Regions from separate parts of the Sus scrofa genome. Here region 2 is linked to region 1. Evidence: chromatin contacts called from public HiChIP or PLAC-seq data. All regions are on one chromosome and are shown on one strand. The core of a region is the stretch at or near the end of the contact, and the rest is flanking DNA. Distances in the headings are between cores, read along the strand shown. Region 1 overlaps ZC3H7A (zinc finger CCCH domain-containing protein 7A). Region 2 overlaps CLEC16A (protein CLEC16A).

Region 1 (4,715 bases), core at 1,097-3,596:
AGTCTTTCTATCACGAACAAGGCTGAGCATCTCTTCAGATTACCAGCCCGCTGTACTTCCTTTTCTGTGAACTATCGCCTCAGTTCCTGCACCCCCTTTCTCTTCCAGGCTGGGCCTTTCTGATGTATGGGAGCTCTTCATGAATCGAGGAAAGCAGTCCTCTGTGATGGCATGACTATTTCCCCCAAGGTGGTGTCAATCTTTTGACATCGGTTATGGCACTTTGGACAGCACAAGTTTGATTTTTAAGTAACTGAATTTATCAATACTTTCTCTTGTGGCTTCTGGATTTTGACATACTCAGAAGTGCCTGCACCACTCTTGAGATCAGAAAATCACGCTCCATGTCTTCCCCTATGCTCGTGGTTTCATTAATTTTTTTTTTCTTAACTGGATCCACCAGTTTACTGTAAGGAGTAATGTAAGGGTACGTACACACACACACACACACACACTCACACACACACACACTCTCACACATTTCCCTCCCAAAGAGCTACCCATTGCCCAAACACCATTTACAAAAGGGCTCTCGATTCTACACTGACATGTTTAAGCCCCATTCAAAATTCTGGGTCTGTTTGTGACTTTTTTTTTTTTTTTTTTTTTTTTTTTGCTTTGTAAGGGCCATACCCATGGCTTATGGAAGTTCCCAGGCTAGGGGTCAAATCAGGGCTGCAGCTGCTGGCCTACACCACAGCCACAGCAACACCAGATCCGAGCCGCGTCTGCAACCTACACCACAGCTCCCGGCAACACCGGATCCTTAACCCACTGAGCAGGGCCAGGGATTGAACCCGCATCCCTGTGAATACTAGTTGGGTTTATAACCAGCTGAGCCACAACAGGAACTCCCTGTTTGTGACCTTTACTCAGCATTTCTTTTTTCTTTTTTTTTTTTTTTTTTGTCTTTTTGCTATTTCTTGGGCCGCTCCTGCAGCATATGGAGGTTCCCAGGCTAGGGGTTGAATCGGAGCTGTAGCCGCCGGCCTATACCAGAGCCACAGCAACGCGGGATCCGAGCCGCGTCTGCAACCTACATCACAGCTCACGGCAACGCCAGATCGTTAACTCACTGAGCAAGGGCAGGGCCCGAACCCTCAATCTCATGGTTCCTAGTCGGATTCGTTAACCACTGCACCACTACGGGAACTCCTACTCAACATTTCTATCTGGAATGCCCCCCAATCTTATACCCTCCTCCCAAGCCTAACCCTTTGATCAAACTTACCTTTTCAGAATGAAATCACCTTCTGGCCATTTGCTCAAACCAGTCACCTTCCTTCTCTTAACCACATCCAACCAATCCACTGGCAAAGCCTCTATGGGTGATACTGTCAAAGACATGCCAGGCACCCCAAGCCTGACAGCTCTAGAACCCCCTCTGCCGGAGTCGCACGTGGACGTCCCCAGAGCCTCCTCTCTGCTCTGCCCTTAGCTTCCATCCCCTCCCCCATCTGTTTCCCACATGGAACTGAAAGGAATGCTCTCTACAAACACAGATCGGTTGTCACAGCCCTGCTGAAAATCCTCCACTGGCGGCCCAGAGGCACTCAGAATGGGACCCAGACTCCCCAGCATGACGCACCACCCAGGCCCTGTCGCCCTGACTGTCTTCCTGTAGGTTCCTGGAATGAGTCAAGGGCTCTGTGTCCGGGACCCAGTGCTTGCTGTTCCCACTGCCCATGACACTCTTCCTAGATCTGCGCGGGGCTGGCTCCTTTCTTTTCTTTTTTCTTTTATTGATAGGCAAGAAACAGATCCAGATAGGTCGCTTGTGAGAGACGCGAGCGGGCAGGCGAGGAGGCCCTGCCAGCGCTGGCTCCTGTCAACCCAGGGTCTTGGTTTCAATGTCAGAGGCCAGCCTTCAGCCCACTACTGTCACCACACCCCGCTCCTACCCCTGCTCCCTTCCAGGGGTCCCTGTCCTTCGTCCTGGCTGTTTTACATGCTCCAGGACCAGGTCAATGAACCCTTGAAGGAAGACTGAATGAAGGGGTCCCATGTCAAAAGCACGACAAACCAAAGGATGGCACCAGAGGAGGTGACAGGAGACGAGCCGGCCTCGGAGGCCGGTCGAGCCAGGTGGTGAGGAAGTCACAGAGTGGGAATCAACAGGAGGCAGCGACAGTAAGTGACCTCCAAAGCTGGGGCGGCAACGAGTGCCACTGACCCCACCAGGGGAAAAGCAACTCAGACACACCCTCTCTGCCTTAAAGGAAAAGGAAATGGGGGGGGTGCAACTCTGAACAGTACTTTTTAAAGCAAGACACTCAGTTAGATCGGAATTTCATTCAGTTAACTACTCTCGCCGGCAGGAACACACGTCACCTTTCTGGAATCAGCTGTTACTCACTGAAGTTTTACAGAAGGAAAGGTACGCAGAGCTCTGGTCTACATAATCCCTTAACTACTGGTTCAGCACCTGTTCGGCGAAACCCATTAGCGCCAAGTCTAGTCCGATGCTGAACCACGGAATGCAAAACCATGAAAGTTTGGCCTTTCATGGTAACTTGAGAATCCAGCTCCCATTAGCAGAGGACAACAAGGCAAAGAAATGTGACTACAACACACGGTAGGGACAGAAGGAACGGCAAACACGGCCAGCTCGGCCTGCACTCCAGACACTCTTCTAAGTGCTTTACGTGGGTCAAAGCATCTGATCCTCCCGAGGAGCCTAGGAGGTGGGTGTAGGAGGAAGCCGAAGCACAGAGGGGTGACGCAGTCACAGAGGTCACACAGCTTGGGAGTGGCCGAGCCGGCCGGGTTGGCGCCCAGCCTGCCTTCTTATCCACGGAGCTATTTTGCCCTGCATGTGCCAGTGCTGCCTGGAGCGGGGCGAGCTCGTCCGAGTTGGCCCTGGGCTGGGCTGGGCAAGACAAATACAGCTCTGGCAGACAGGTGGGCACTTGACAGCCACTCAGGAGGAACAGAATAAACACAGGCCTCTGCACACGCAGGCAGACACGATGACGTGTGCAAGGGACGTAATTTAAGACAATCTGGACAAGTGGAAGGGACGCGGGGAGTTAGGACAGCAGTCCAGGGATGATCTCCATGTGGAATCCGCCCACGACGTCATGGGTGTAGACGTGAGGAATGAATATTCAACAGCCTTCGGGCCAAGACAGCCTCTCACAGGACCAGAGAGGAGGCCCCAGGGCATGGGGCCCAGGGCTTGTATTTTTCCCTAAGAAGCTAGTCCTAAATTTCAGGTGAGACATTATTATGAGTACCCACGTGTAGTAAATGCGGCCCTCAGCCTCCAGCCTCTCTTGGAAATGGCAGAAACAAACAAACAAACAAACAAACAAACAAACGCGCTTGAAGTAACAGCTGGGTCCAGGCCAGCTTGCAACAGTGTGAGCTCATTGTGGGAACTCTTCCGGCAGCAGCAGGATACACTTCACCCCTCAGAGACCACATGCCCAGGGAGCGAACCCGCATTACCTGGTTCTCCCTACAACGTTCCACTGCCCTCTTGAAACTCGGACTCTCCTGCTGGATATTTGATGAGACACTTTTTCCCCTTGATGGAGAAAGAAGCCCTCCGGATGAAGGCTGTGCGAAACACCTTCAGGAAGCATGTTCCTACTTTCTGCCACCCCACCTCCGCCCGCCCCGGAGCTTTGCTCTTTGAACTTGCCCTCAGATGTGTGCAGGGTGCCTCTTAAGGAGCCCAGCCCCCTGAAGGCCCGGGAAAGAGCTCACCACACACAAGAACTCCGCTTGGGAGGGAAGATGAACAGGAAAGACGTGAAATTTTCCAGACCGTCCGCCCAGGGGCCCCAGACCCTGGGTCGGTGACTACAGAGGAGGTTCTGCAGTGCCAGATAAATATCCTGCTCCAGACTCCGGGAGTCTAATAACATGCAAAGGTTCCACTTTCTTATTTGTGAAACACAAAACTTTCAGCCTCTCTCTGACTGCCTCCATCACATGGTTCCTAAGGCTTCACAAGGTATGGGAAATTCATATGCACCGATGAACAAAACATCGCTAAACTCCCAACGAAATTAAATCCCAAATGTCTTGTTGGGGCAAAACCTAATAAGGATGAGTAGCCTGGTTTCTTTACATCAGAGGAAATTTTCACCTCACTTAATATGCTTCTGTCACGTGTGTGTGTGTGTGTGAATTAAAATAGATGTACTGTCACAAGCATACATTTTTTAACTTCTGGATCAATGTTTTACTATTTCTCCCAACTAAAAATACTATCTAAAGTTTTTCTCCCCCCCTAGAAATACTATCTAAAGTTTTGCCTTCTGAGATGTAAACACTTCACACTTTGGAGAAAACAAATTTAACTTCCGATCATAAGATCCCAGAGAAAAAGCATTTTCATTAAAAAAAAAAAAAAATTCGAGATATTATTTGGGAATCAAGTCTCCACACATCACACTTTCTCTAAAAAGCCCTTCTAGAGCACCCCCGGCAACAGGATACAGACATTCATTGGAATGTTCATATCTTTCCAACAGTCACCCTCCCTAGAGTTGACATTCTATAGTAATTGATTCTCTCTCACTTAACATTGATTTCATCCTCCCAAACTGGCAGGATTTACAGTCAATCAAGAATTGGGGACAATATGGTGCCAACCACCATTTTTACTGGCAAAAAACCCTGACAGTTATCTAAGGGCTGGAAAGGGAAATGGGTGTAGTGACGTCAGGGCATGACAGGGGCCCCCAAGCAAAAGTCAGAGTAAC
Region 2 (4,715 bases), core at 928-3,427, 790 kb before region 1:
AATCGGAGCTGTAGCCACCGGCCTACGCCAGAGCCACAGCAACGCGGGATCCGAGCCGTGTCTGCAACCTACACCACAGCTCACGGCAACGCCAGATCATTAACCCACTGAGCAAGGGCAGGGACCGAACCCGCAACCTCATGGTTCCTAGTCGGATGCGTTAACCACTGCGCCACGACGGGAACTCCTGATGACCTCTTTTTAATGGTGGAAGATACCCGAGACCCTCCTCCTGCATGACAGTGTTTACAATTTTAGTATTTCAAATAGAGAAATATATGGTAGCTAATAGTCTCTGAAGGTAGTAAAACTTTGTGTTGCATTTTATTCATTGCAGTGGCATCTATTAATAATAACTAGCATTGCTGCCAACAGTTCGTTAATGTCATTTAATCCTAGCAATCGTGAAGTGGGAATTATTATCCTCATTTTATAGATGAAGAAATAGAGGCTTAGAGGCATTCATCGGACAGCTAGGAGGTGGTCAGACAGACCGTGAACCCGGGCCTGGTGCTGTCTGGACCCATTTCTGTTTCTTCCATGGTCTCCCCTTCCCATCCCTTCCCGTATGCCCCACTGGGAATGAACCACTGGCTTGAGGTTCATGTGGCCCTTCTGGTTTTGTTTGTTTGTTTTGTGTTTTACCGAGGCCTCTGATAAGATTCACCACGCTGAAGTGGGGCAGGCCTGACTTGTGTCTATAACTGATTTTCGGTACTTCTTGTGTTTTAGCACACTAACGACTTCGCCCTGTACACAGAAGCCATCAAATTTTTCAATCACCCTGAAAGCATGGTTAGAATTGCTGTAAGAACCATAACTTTAAATGTCTACAAAGGTAAGTTTCCGTGTGCGTGCGTGCCTCGGCTTCCTAACTTGACAGCAGTGCTTGCTCTCGTGGGTCCCTACCAACTGTTCTCTCGGGGTAACAGGAAGCTCGCTTATTATAGCAGAGGTTGCATGCCTTACAAAAAGTTCTCCTGGCCGAACGTTCAGCTACCCCATTTGCACGAATACTGCCTTCTCTGCGCACACTTAGTTCTGTGCGTGAAAGTCTCCATGCTGATACGTACAAGTCATAGTACCCTAAGAGCATCCACAGGATAATTAGAGAAAGCAAAGCTGTCTTTGAATTGTGAGATTGAAATATTTGCCCCTCAGCCTCTAAAATATACTTCAGTACAGCCAGGGGCTGTGTGATCTTTAAATAATGTGTGAAAGCATTTCACATCCCAAACAGCAGGGGGCAGTCTTGTATTCTCAACCGGCTGCAAAACCCAACAACAAATTCCTCCTTTCTTCCAAGAAACACTTAGTGCCTGAATGGAATCATTGCCTCCAGGAGAAAGCCCTTCCGGGGCCTCCTGCCCGCCCCAGCGCAAAGGCTGGCTGGAATTGCCCTCCAAGGCGACGGCCTTTCTGCCCAGCACGGGGGTTCTTTCCCATGTAGTCACCACATTGGAGCTGGGACCCCATTTTCTCAGGGACCAGATGCTTTGACTTTTGAGGGTTAACGAGGTGATTACTTGAGACGCCCCCTAATTGGGAGGGGGCGGGAACTCCTCCTCGGGAACTCACTCCAGCCTAGTTCTGGGATTGGGATTGCCTTAAATTGGAGAGCCTTTCTAAGAGCCTCGAGGGGTCGCAAACTCAGGGCCTGAGGGCCGAACCCAGCTCTCAGACAGGTTTTATGCGGCTTAGATATTTTTTGATAAAAGATAGAGTTGTCAGTATTTAAAACTTGGGAGGTCTCAGATGACTGCCTTGAAGGTGTAGATGTGGCTCTCCAGGGCCGCAGGGCAGTGCTGAGCTGGCGCCAGAAGCAGCTGCTACCTTTGGGGTGGAGGCCCGTGCTCCCCACTGTACCCGCCTGGCCTGCCAGTGTCTCACCGAGTCCCTGGCCAGCCCACGGCTTCTGTGTTTGCGACCTGGTCTGAGCCCCAGTCCCGACACTGCCGCCACCACCGTAGCCGCCTGCTCTCTGTCCTCTAAGCCGCGTCTCTCCTGCCCCAGCCCTCTGCCCCTGAGCAGCTGCCTCCCCTCCCAGCTCCTAACCCTGTTAACTGTTGTCTGTTTTTTGCCTTTCCTTCAATGACGATTCCCGTGTTCCTTATTCCAGTGTCATGTAAGTTAATAACTTCTGGTTTTCCGCTTTCTTAACGTGTCCTTACATGAAAATACAGGAAGCTTGCTTAAGAATGGAGTGGTTTCCATTGCAGACTATTTAAATGTACTGCTGCTAAGTGGGCTATCTACTGCACTGTTAACGTTTAGCCCAATTAATGTTATCAGTTATAAAAATAGCATGAAACTGCCTTGCTGAGTATAGTTTTCTGAATAAGGTAACCATTTTTAAGTACTTCCAGGAAAGACAGAAAGAGTCAGATTATAGTCGAGGGCTTTTTTCATTGTGGTTTTGTTTTGTTGTTGTTTTTTTAATCTCCCCCAAGTTATTTTTAGTAGCTTGACTTTCTTGTCTTTCTTCTTTTGTGCCTTTTCTCAGTGGATAACCAGGCCATGCTGCACTATATCAGAGACAAGACCGCTGTCCCTTACTTTTCCAATCTGGTCTGGTTCATTGGGAGCCACGTGATCGAACTCGATAACTGTGTGCAGACAGATGAGGAGTAAGTGACCCCCCGGGGGGCCTATTAGGTGACAGGGTGCCTGGGGGAAAATGCCTTTGTCATTCATGAAAAACACACACACTCACACACACTCACACACACACACACACACACACACACGAACAAAACTAACCCTTACATGTAGGTGGAATATGGACTTCCACACTCTGGAAGGTTCCACATATTGTCTGATGGCATTTGTATGAAATGCCCAGAATAGGCAAATTCATAGAAGCAGCAGATGAGTGTTTTCCTAGGGCTTGGGGCGGGGGAAATGGAAGGTGACTACCTGTGACTGTAGGGCTTTTTTTTGAGGGGAGGGGATAAAAATGTTCTAAAATTGGCTGTGATGGTGGACACTTCTGTGAATACACTAAAAGCATTGAATTGTATACTTAGGGTGCAGTTTTGGTATGTAAAGTATCTCAATAAATCTGATTTAAAAAAAAGATCACAAAAAAAAAAAAGAAAAAGAAAAGGAGTTCCCGTCATGGTGCAGTGGTTAACGAATCCGACTAGGAACCATGAGGTTGCGGGTTCGGTCCCTGCCCTTGCTCAGTGGGTTGAGGATCTGGCGTTGCCGTGAGCTGTGGTGTAGGTTGCAGACACGGCTTGGATCCCATATTGCTGTGGCTCTGGCATAGGCCGGTGGCTACAGCTCCGATTGGGCCCCTAGCCTGGGAACCTCCATATGCCGCGGGAGCGGCCCAAGAAATAGCAAAAAGACAAAAAAAAAAAAAAAAAAAAAAAAAATTAAGATGGTGATGAATAATTCCAGAGCAGGATTTCTCCAATTTCATGCTCTTGATCTAGATAATTCTAACTGGGTAATTCTTTGTTGGGGGGGGCACTGTCCTGTGTGTTGTAGGGTGTTCAGCATCTCTGGCCTCCACCCACTAGATGCCAGCAGCACCCCGTTTCCAGTCGTGATGAGCAAAAAATGTCTCCAGACATTGCCATATGTTTCCCTTAAGGAAAGACTGAGTCCGTTAAGAAGCGCTGCCCCAGAGTGACAGCTTTGTAAGATCTGGTGAGAGGTGCACCTCGGTGAGGACGATAAAGAGACAGCAAAGAGGGCTCCCAGAGGTGGAGAGAGAGGAAACACTAGCTCCCTTATTGGGAAGGAAAGAAGGCTGGGTGGATGGCACATCTGACCAGGCATTTGGGAAAACAAGGACCCAGAGAGGTATGAATGGTCATGGGTATGAAACATAATGAAACACTTAACTCCAGAAAGAACAAAGAGTTATACGAGGAAGGAAATGCACTCCTGTTCCTCCCTGTGGCTCTGCATTGAATGGTTATGTCAACACCAATTGCTGATGACTACTGGGTGGGGGCTGGGGGAGGGGATACAAAAAGTTCTGTCCTAACAGAAGGTCACTGTGTACTTTATAAAATGGCTCAATTGCAGAATAGAGATCCTTGCAGATTTTATAGAAGAACAGAGGGAACTATCCACTGAAACAGTTAAAAAAGTTAAAAACTGCTTCTTCTGGGAATTGTCTTATGGCTCAGCAGGTTCGATCCCTGGCCCTGGAACTTCCACAGGTTGCAGGCATGGCTAAAAACAAAACAAAACAAAAACCCCTGCTTCCTCTCGAGAGAGGGTAGGGGTCAGGGAGGCTGGGCCACGAGCTGCTCTATTTTATGATCAGCTTATCAGTACTGTTTGATTTTTAAATCCTTCTGCATATATTACTTAAATACTTTTTAGGGTTGTACCTGTAGCACATGGAAGTTCCCAGGCTAGGAGTTGAATTGGAGCTGCAGCTGCCGGCCTATACCACAACCACAGCCATGCCAGAACTGAGCTGCATCTGCAGCCTACACTGCAGCTTGTGGCAACCCTAGATCCTTAACCCACTGAGTGAGGCCAGGGATCGAACCTGCATCCTCCTGGATACTAGTCAGATTCTTAACCTACTGAGCCATGATGGGAACTCCTGCTTAGATATTTTTTAAACTAAAAGTTTAAAAAGTGAAGTGCATCAAGTATCCTGCTAAAGGAGAGTGAACACAGTATCTTAAGTGGGAGGAGGTTGCCGACATTGTGTATAAATATTCTAGGTCTCATGGGTTGTGGGT

Evidence for each region. HiChIP or PLAC-seq counts read pairs in DNA pulled down with a chosen protein or histone mark.
Region 2: an H3K27ac HiChIP or PLAC-seq map of alveolar macrophages shows a contact between it and region 1. The contact joins two enhancer-like sites. A contact is called at or near these places in 1 of 5 promoter capture datasets (fetal liver), 4 of 47 Hi-C or Micro-C datasets (alveolar macrophages, embryonic fibroblasts, mesenteric adipose tissue and 1 more) and 2 of 2 datasets of contacts at active chromatin or transcription factors (alveolar macrophages and skeletal muscle).

The regions. Positions count from the first base shown.
Region 1 is chr3:31,334,207-31,338,921 of Sscrofa11.1, reverse strand. All of the region lies in intron 1 of ZC3H7A (zinc finger CCCH domain-containing protein 7A), which reads right to left. Among named protein-coding and RNA genes, the nearest start is that of ZC3H7A, 4.1 kb to the right of the region's middle. Within about 2 kb of position 2,346, at least 43 of the 83 cell types and tissues checked have an H3K27ac peak or open chromatin away from gene starts, as enhancers often do. A contact at or near this core is called in alveolar macrophages and fetal liver, where this site is marked.
Region 2 is chr3:32,123,128-32,127,842 of Sscrofa11.1, reverse strand. It overlaps CLEC16A (protein CLEC16A), which reads left to right. Exons shown (of 25, transcript XM_021086617.1): 5 at 733-838; 6 at 2,120-2,125; 7 at 2,504-2,627. Among named protein-coding and RNA genes, the nearest start is that of CLEC16A, 33 kb to the left of the region's middle. Within about 2 kb of position 2,177, at least 19 of the 83 cell types and tissues checked have an H3K27ac peak or open chromatin away from gene starts, as enhancers often do. A contact at or near this core is called in alveolar macrophages and fetal liver, where this site is marked.